2 separate regions of the Mus musculus genome follow, and region 2 is linked to region 1. A link is a contact called in public ChIA-PET data. All regions are on one chromosome and are shown on one strand. Each heading gives the region's core, a stretch centred on a gene start, on an enhancer-like site or on the middle of the called end of the contact. The rest is flanking DNA. Distances are from core to core; before and after follow the strand shown. Region 1 overlaps Gm39323 (a long non-coding RNA gene). Region 2 holds the start of Rnf26 (ring finger protein 26).

What was found. ChIA-PET counts read pairs in DNA pulled down with a chosen protein or histone mark.
Region 2: a contact with region 1 is called in an RNA polymerase II ChIA-PET map of effector CD8 T cells, with 15 read pairs. The contact joins the promoter of Rnf26 here to the enhancer-like site in region 1. A contact is called at or near these places in 4 of 115 datasets of contacts at active chromatin or transcription factors (CD8 T cells, double positive thymocytes, effector CD8 T cells and 1 more) and 3 of 9 other capture datasets (adipose tissue, liver and pancreatic islet).

The regions. Positions count from the first base shown.
Region 1 is chr9:44,020,810-44,023,631 of GRCm38.p6, reverse strand. All of the region lies in intron 1 of Gm39323 (a long non-coding RNA gene), which reads left to right. Among named protein-coding and RNA genes, the nearest start is that of Gm39323, 20 kb to the left of the region's middle. Within about 2 kb of position 1,296, at least 35 of the 459 cell types and tissues checked have an H3K27ac peak or open chromatin away from gene starts, as enhancers often do. A contact at or near this core is called in CD8 T cells, double positive thymocytes and effector CD8 T cells, where this site is marked.
Region 2 is chr9:44,111,790-44,114,940 of GRCm38.p6, reverse strand. It overlaps Rnf26 (ring finger protein 26), which reads left to right and starts at 1,890. Exons shown (of 1, transcript NM_153762.3): 1 at 1,890-3,151. The coding sequence starts at 1,992.

The DNA of each region.
Region 1 (2,822 bases), core at 47-2,546:
TGCTCTGTAGTTGAGGATGGTCTTGCCTTTCTCTTCCATCTTCCTAAGCCTGGCGTTACAGGCATATGTGACTGTGGGGCAATGGGCTATGTATGCACAGACAGCCTGGTCTCCAGTCCAGTTGAGGTCTGAACCCCTGTAGGACCTGGAGGTGATAATTTTCACCTACATGGGACGGAAGGCGTTCCCTTGTGTCTCCTAGACCCCTGGCTCCTGTTGAAGTTACCACCCCCACAGCCCCCACAGGAGAAGCTGTGGCTTTTAGTCAAGTACACAATGTCCCAAGCTTCTGACCTTCAGGCTAGACTCCTCCCAGTTACCTAGCAACAACAAGATAAGAAGCCCACTATAAGAGGGGATGCTTGGCCCCTGCTTGCTCTCTTAAGCTTTTACTGTCCTTACTCTCCCTCTTACTCTCTCTCTCACTCTAAGCTTTTACCTCTCTCTCTTTAAGCTTTCTTACTCTCCAGCCTTTCTTCTCTCTCTCCTTTTTCCCCCTTTGTCCTCTTGGCCATGGCTGGTCTCTCTCTCTCTCTTACCTTTTCTCTTTCCCCCTGCCTTTCTACAATAAAACTCCAAAACCATAAACTGTGTCTGTTCATCAAGGCCCGCTGTGCTTGGACGATGGGATAGGCTTTCTCCTAAGGAGCCGTGCCTAATTTCCCGTCAGAAGGCCTTCCTGTGCTCCAGCCACGGACCGGTCTAAAGACTCTCGCCTGCGTGGGAACCTCTCTTCCTCTGCCCTCTTCCCTGGGGCCCCTATTCTGTTCTTAGCTCCTCTGCTGTATCCAGCGTGGGATGCCAGAAACTGAGAACCTGGTATGGGGGCTGTCCCTTGTCCACCCCCTGCCAAGTGGGGTCAGTGGCTTCACAGCCAGATGTTCACCTGGGGCAGAGTGGAAAGCATCTGGCAGTCCTCCTGAGTCCACCTGCCCTGAGCACAGGAACTCTGTCCGGTCGCGGGCTCTCTCCCTCCCCCTCTTCCCCTACACCCTTAGCCCGGCATGAGACCATGCCTGTTTTGTGCGGCATGTAGGCTGGTGGCAAGCACTCTACCAACTGAATTACATCCCCAGCCTTATTTTCTTTTTATTTCTCTCTCCTTTTCTCTCTCCTCCCTCCCCATCCTCCCATGGTGTATGATGTGTGTGTGTGTGTGTGTGTGTCTGTGTGTGTGTGTGTTATGTCCATGTGCTTGTGTGTGTATTTGTAAAGGCCCTGTTCTATTACCCTGTTCCCTTGAAACAAGGTCTCTCTCTGAAACTGTTGCTAGGGTGGTTGGTGCCAGCAAGCCCCAGAGATCTTCCTGTCTTCACCTCCCCCCAGAACTGGAGTTGCAGGTGTGAAACCATGTCTAGTTGTTTGATGTGGCTCATGACAATTTGAGGCCAGGTCCTCCTGCTTGTACAGGAAAAGCACTATCATCCACCGAGCCATCTCCCCAACACCCCCCTGCCTCATTTTGAAAAACTACAACCACGCCAGTGGCTGTGAGGTAGAATTTCTTTGTGAGTTTTTATGCTTTTAAAAATAATTTTGTTTATTTATTATTGTGTATAAGTGTGGGTGCTGGCTCTGAGGTGAGTGGACAACTTTGTGAAGTTAATTCTCTCTTTCCACCTTCATGCGGGCTCTGGGGATTGAACTCAGGTCATCAGCCTTGCACACACACACCTTTTCCCACTGAGCCATATCACAGCTTGCTTCTTATGGTTTTGATTGGCATTTCATAAATGGCTAATTATGCTAAGCATCTTTTCATGTGTCTGTGGACCATTTATGAATGATCTTTTGAGAAATGACTAATCAAGATTCTGTCCAGCCAGGTGAGGTAGTACATGCCTTTAGTCCCAGCACTCAGGAGGTAGAGGCAGGTGGTACATAGGAAAATCGTGTTCCCAAAAAACAAAAAAGAAGTAAAAAAATACTTTTCCCATTTAAAACTCTATATTGCTAGCCTCTTTGCTTTTGAATTCTAAGAGTTTTGTCCACTAGAGCCACAGTCTTTTGTCTCTTATTAGAACACTGATTCCGGGGCAGAAAGATACAGTGGGTGAAGCCTTAGGGCCCAGTTCAATCCCTGGGACCCATGTGATACAAAGAGAACTGACTCCCACAGATTGTCTTCTGACCTCTACCCCCATCATATAGACACTCAAATGAACAAATTAATTACAAAGGTCATTAATTCTATCAGATTGGAGGCCCCCACCCTTACCCAATCTTATGACCTCACCCAATTTTAGTTACTTCTTTATGTTGTTACACTGGGAGTTAGGGCTTTAACATGTGCATTTGGGGAGGCACAAATGTTTAGTATGAAGTAGCTTATTTTTCACTTTTAATTTTTCAATTTGTCTTTCTAGGATTAAGTAATAGGTTTCATTATGGGACTTTCATGTACATGGGTAGCTTTGTTCTTCAAAATTATTCTTTAAATGTTTTGTTGTATTTGTTAATTATCTATCTATCTATGTGTGCTCATGTGTGCATGTGTATGGCTACTTGTGTGCCATAGCTCAAATGTGGAGGTCAGAGAACAACTTGAGAAACTGTTCTTTTCTTCCACTATATGGGTTCCAGGGATTGAGCTCATGAGTCAGACTACAAAGCACCTTCACCTGCTTAGCCATGTTGCCAGCCCTTTCCTCTATCCTTATCCCCACATCTGGACCTCCCCTGTGCCGCCTGTCACTGCTGGATTGTCCCTTTCCTTCCTCCGGCTAGCCCCACTCTGCGCTGGCACCGCGTGTTTTCCTTTAGCTTCTTGGGTAGCCCCACTCTGCGCTGGCACCGCGTGTATCCCTTTAGCTTCCCGGGTA
Region 2 (3,151 bases), core at 641-3,140, 91 kb before region 1:
CCCAAGTGCCCCTACGAAGCCTCGATGTGTAGTGCTGAGGGTGTACTTCATTCAATTCGAGGCAAGCACTCGCGTCTTTCATGGGCGATGCTTGAAGGAAATGAAGGGCTTACTCACTGTTCAGAGTTGGCAACAGAGAATCTGAATTCCAAACAAGTGGGAAATTAAAAAAACAAACAGAGGTGACCAGGGGAAGGATAAGTGTCCTGTTTACTTTCTGTTGCTGTGATAAAACACTTTGACCAAGAGCAACTGCGGGGAGGAAAAGGTTTGTCTATCTTACCTTCAGGTCACAGTACATGTCTGAGGGAGGCTGGGGCAGAAAGTCATGGCAGGCGCCTGGAGTTACACATTACCTTTGCCAACCATGGAGGCTGAGGCTAGCTAGCTAGCTGGTACAGTTCCTGGGTCACTCTCCACAAGCTTTCTTCTTACACAGTCCAGGACCCCTCTGCCTAGGTAATGTTGCTACCCAGAGTTGGCTGGGTCCTCCTCTGTCAATTAACAAAAGAATCCTTCACAGACAAATTTACAGACCAAACCCACCTGGGCAATCCCTTAAATTGAGGTTTCTCTCACATGATTCCAGGCTGTGCCAAGTTGACAATTAAGGCTAACAAGTATGATAGTCACCCGAGAGACCTCCGGGTAAGTAGAAAACACTGGAGCTCTTGATGTATGGGTTACAGATGGCCTACATGTTGATAGGGGTCAAGGTAGAAAGCAGAGCTCCTTCATTCTGTGGCTCCTTTTCTCAATGACAACAGATCTCCTTTAACAATCTTTTTCACTTTGTGAATAGCTTGAGATAAGACGATAATCTTAAAAAGGGTTGTATTTCCAAGGCATGTTAAGTGCTTAATAAATGATAAAAAATAAATGATGAGCCGGACATGGTGGTGCATGCCTTTGGGAGGCAGAGGCAGGCGGATTTCTGAGTTCGAGGCCAGCCTGGTCTACAGAGTGAGTTCCAGGCCAGCTAGGGCTACACAGAGAAACCCTGTCTCGAAAACCCAAAAATAAATAAATAAATAAATAAATAAATAATGAATGAATGAATGAATGAGATGAGGCGGGGGTCCCAGCGTACGCGGAGGAGGTACTATCTCAGAGCCTAGCCCAGAGCTCCAAGAATGCACGCAGGATCGGGAGCAGGTGGAGTTGGGGCCACAACACTTAAAGGCAGCCTCATTAAAGTGTGGCTCTGGCTCTTTAAGGGGCGGAGCGGGACAGGGAGGGAAAATTATACCGACATGCTAACGGACCTATCACCACTTCAAAGAGGAGGGGGCGCTTTATAAACACATTTCCACCCCTCTCATTGGAAACTGTCTTTGGGCGCCATTCAAAACCACCAATGGTTTGTCGACATTTCTGCCCATTGCCCCTCACTGATTGGCCACAGGCTATAGTCCCGCCCCCTGCTTGCCACGTCCCTTCGCAAACAAGATGGCGGCGCCCAGTGGAGTCGAGGCCGCGCTCGGGATTTGCCGAGGCTGACTTTCCGTCCCGCTCTCCCTTTGGGTGCCACTCGCCGCGAGCGGGAGGACAGGGGCCGGGCGGGGACAGGGGCACTTGCGTGGCTGGACCGCGAGCCCGCGCCCAGCCTGCGCCGCCCCCACCCGGCCCCGACCCGGCCCTTCCCGACTCCGTCCCATCCTTGCGGGTCTCCTCCCGGTCTGACCCGTGGCCCTGTCGTGTTTACCGCTCCAGGCTCCTAACGCTGAGGTGCTTCCTCCGGTCCAGGCTCGCTGTCACTTTAGAGATGTTTCACCTCTTCGCTCCCGAACATTCCGCCTTCCAAGCCGGGACGCCGTTCCCTTCTGTAAAAGTCTTCCCTGAAGCCCACTTCTGTAGCCCTTGCTTCTTCCTTGGTTAGACGTTCGCATCCCTTCCAAATTCACTCCGATCTCGCCACAATAGTGGCAACCTTGACACCGCCTTCCCTGAGGAGCCAGCCTTCCTTTTGTCCTGAACTTCGCAGCCCTATCATGGAGGCTGTCTACCTGGTGGTGAATGGGGTGGGCCTGGTGCTGGACTTGCTGACCTTGATGTTGGATCTCAACTTCCTGCTCGTGTCCTCCCTCCTGGCTACCCTGGCCTGGCTTTTGGCCTTCATCTACAATCTGCCACACACGGTACTTACCAGTCTTCTGCACTTGGGTCGAGGATTCCTGCTTTCTTTGCTGGCCTTAGTTGAAGCTGTGGTCCGATTTACCTTCGGGGGACTGCAGGCCTTGGGGACGCTCCTCTATAGCTGCTACTCTGGCTTGGAGAGCTTAAAGCTACTGGGGCACTTGGCCTCCCACGGAGCTCTGAGGAGCCGGGAATTCCTGAATCGGGGCATCCTGAACATGGTCTCCAATGGCCATGCTTTGCTGCGCCAGGCCTGTGACATATGTGCTATTGCCATGAGCCTGGTGGCCTATGTGATCAACAGTCTAGTCAACATCTGCCTCATCAGCACTCAGAACTTCTTCTCCCTGGTGCTGGCCCTGTGGGATGCTGTAACGGGGCCTCTTTGGAGGATGACAGACGTGGTGGCTGCTTTCCTCGCTCACATCTCCAGCAGTGCAGTGGCTATGGCCATTCTCCTGTGGACCCCCTGCCAGCTAGCACTGGAGCTGTTGGCCTCAGCCGCCCGCCTGCTGGCCAGCTGTGTGGTTTTCCATCTCACTGGATTGGTGTTGCTGGCTTGCGTGCTGGCAGTGATTTTGATTGTGTTGCACCCAGAACAAACCCTGAGGCTGGCCACTCAAGCTCTCAGTCAGCTTCATGCCCGCCCATCTTACCACCGGCTTTGGGAGGATATCGTACGGCTGACTCGCCTTCCACTAGGTCTGGAGGCTTGGCGCAGAGTCTGGAGCCGCAGCCTACAACTGGCCAGCTGGCCAAATCGGGGAGGAGCACCAGGAGCCCCCCAAGGTGGCCCCAGGAGGGTGTTCTCAGCCAGGATCCAGCCACAGGACACTCCTCCTGAAGCAGAAGAGGAGGTCATCAGAACTGCACCAGCTAGAGGCCGAGAGCAACTCAACGAGGACGAGCCTGCCGCTGGGCAGGACCCATGGAAGCTGTTGAAGGAGCAAGAAGAGCGGAAGAAGTGTGTTATCTGCCAGGACCAGAGCAAAACGGTGCTGCTTCTGCCCTGCCG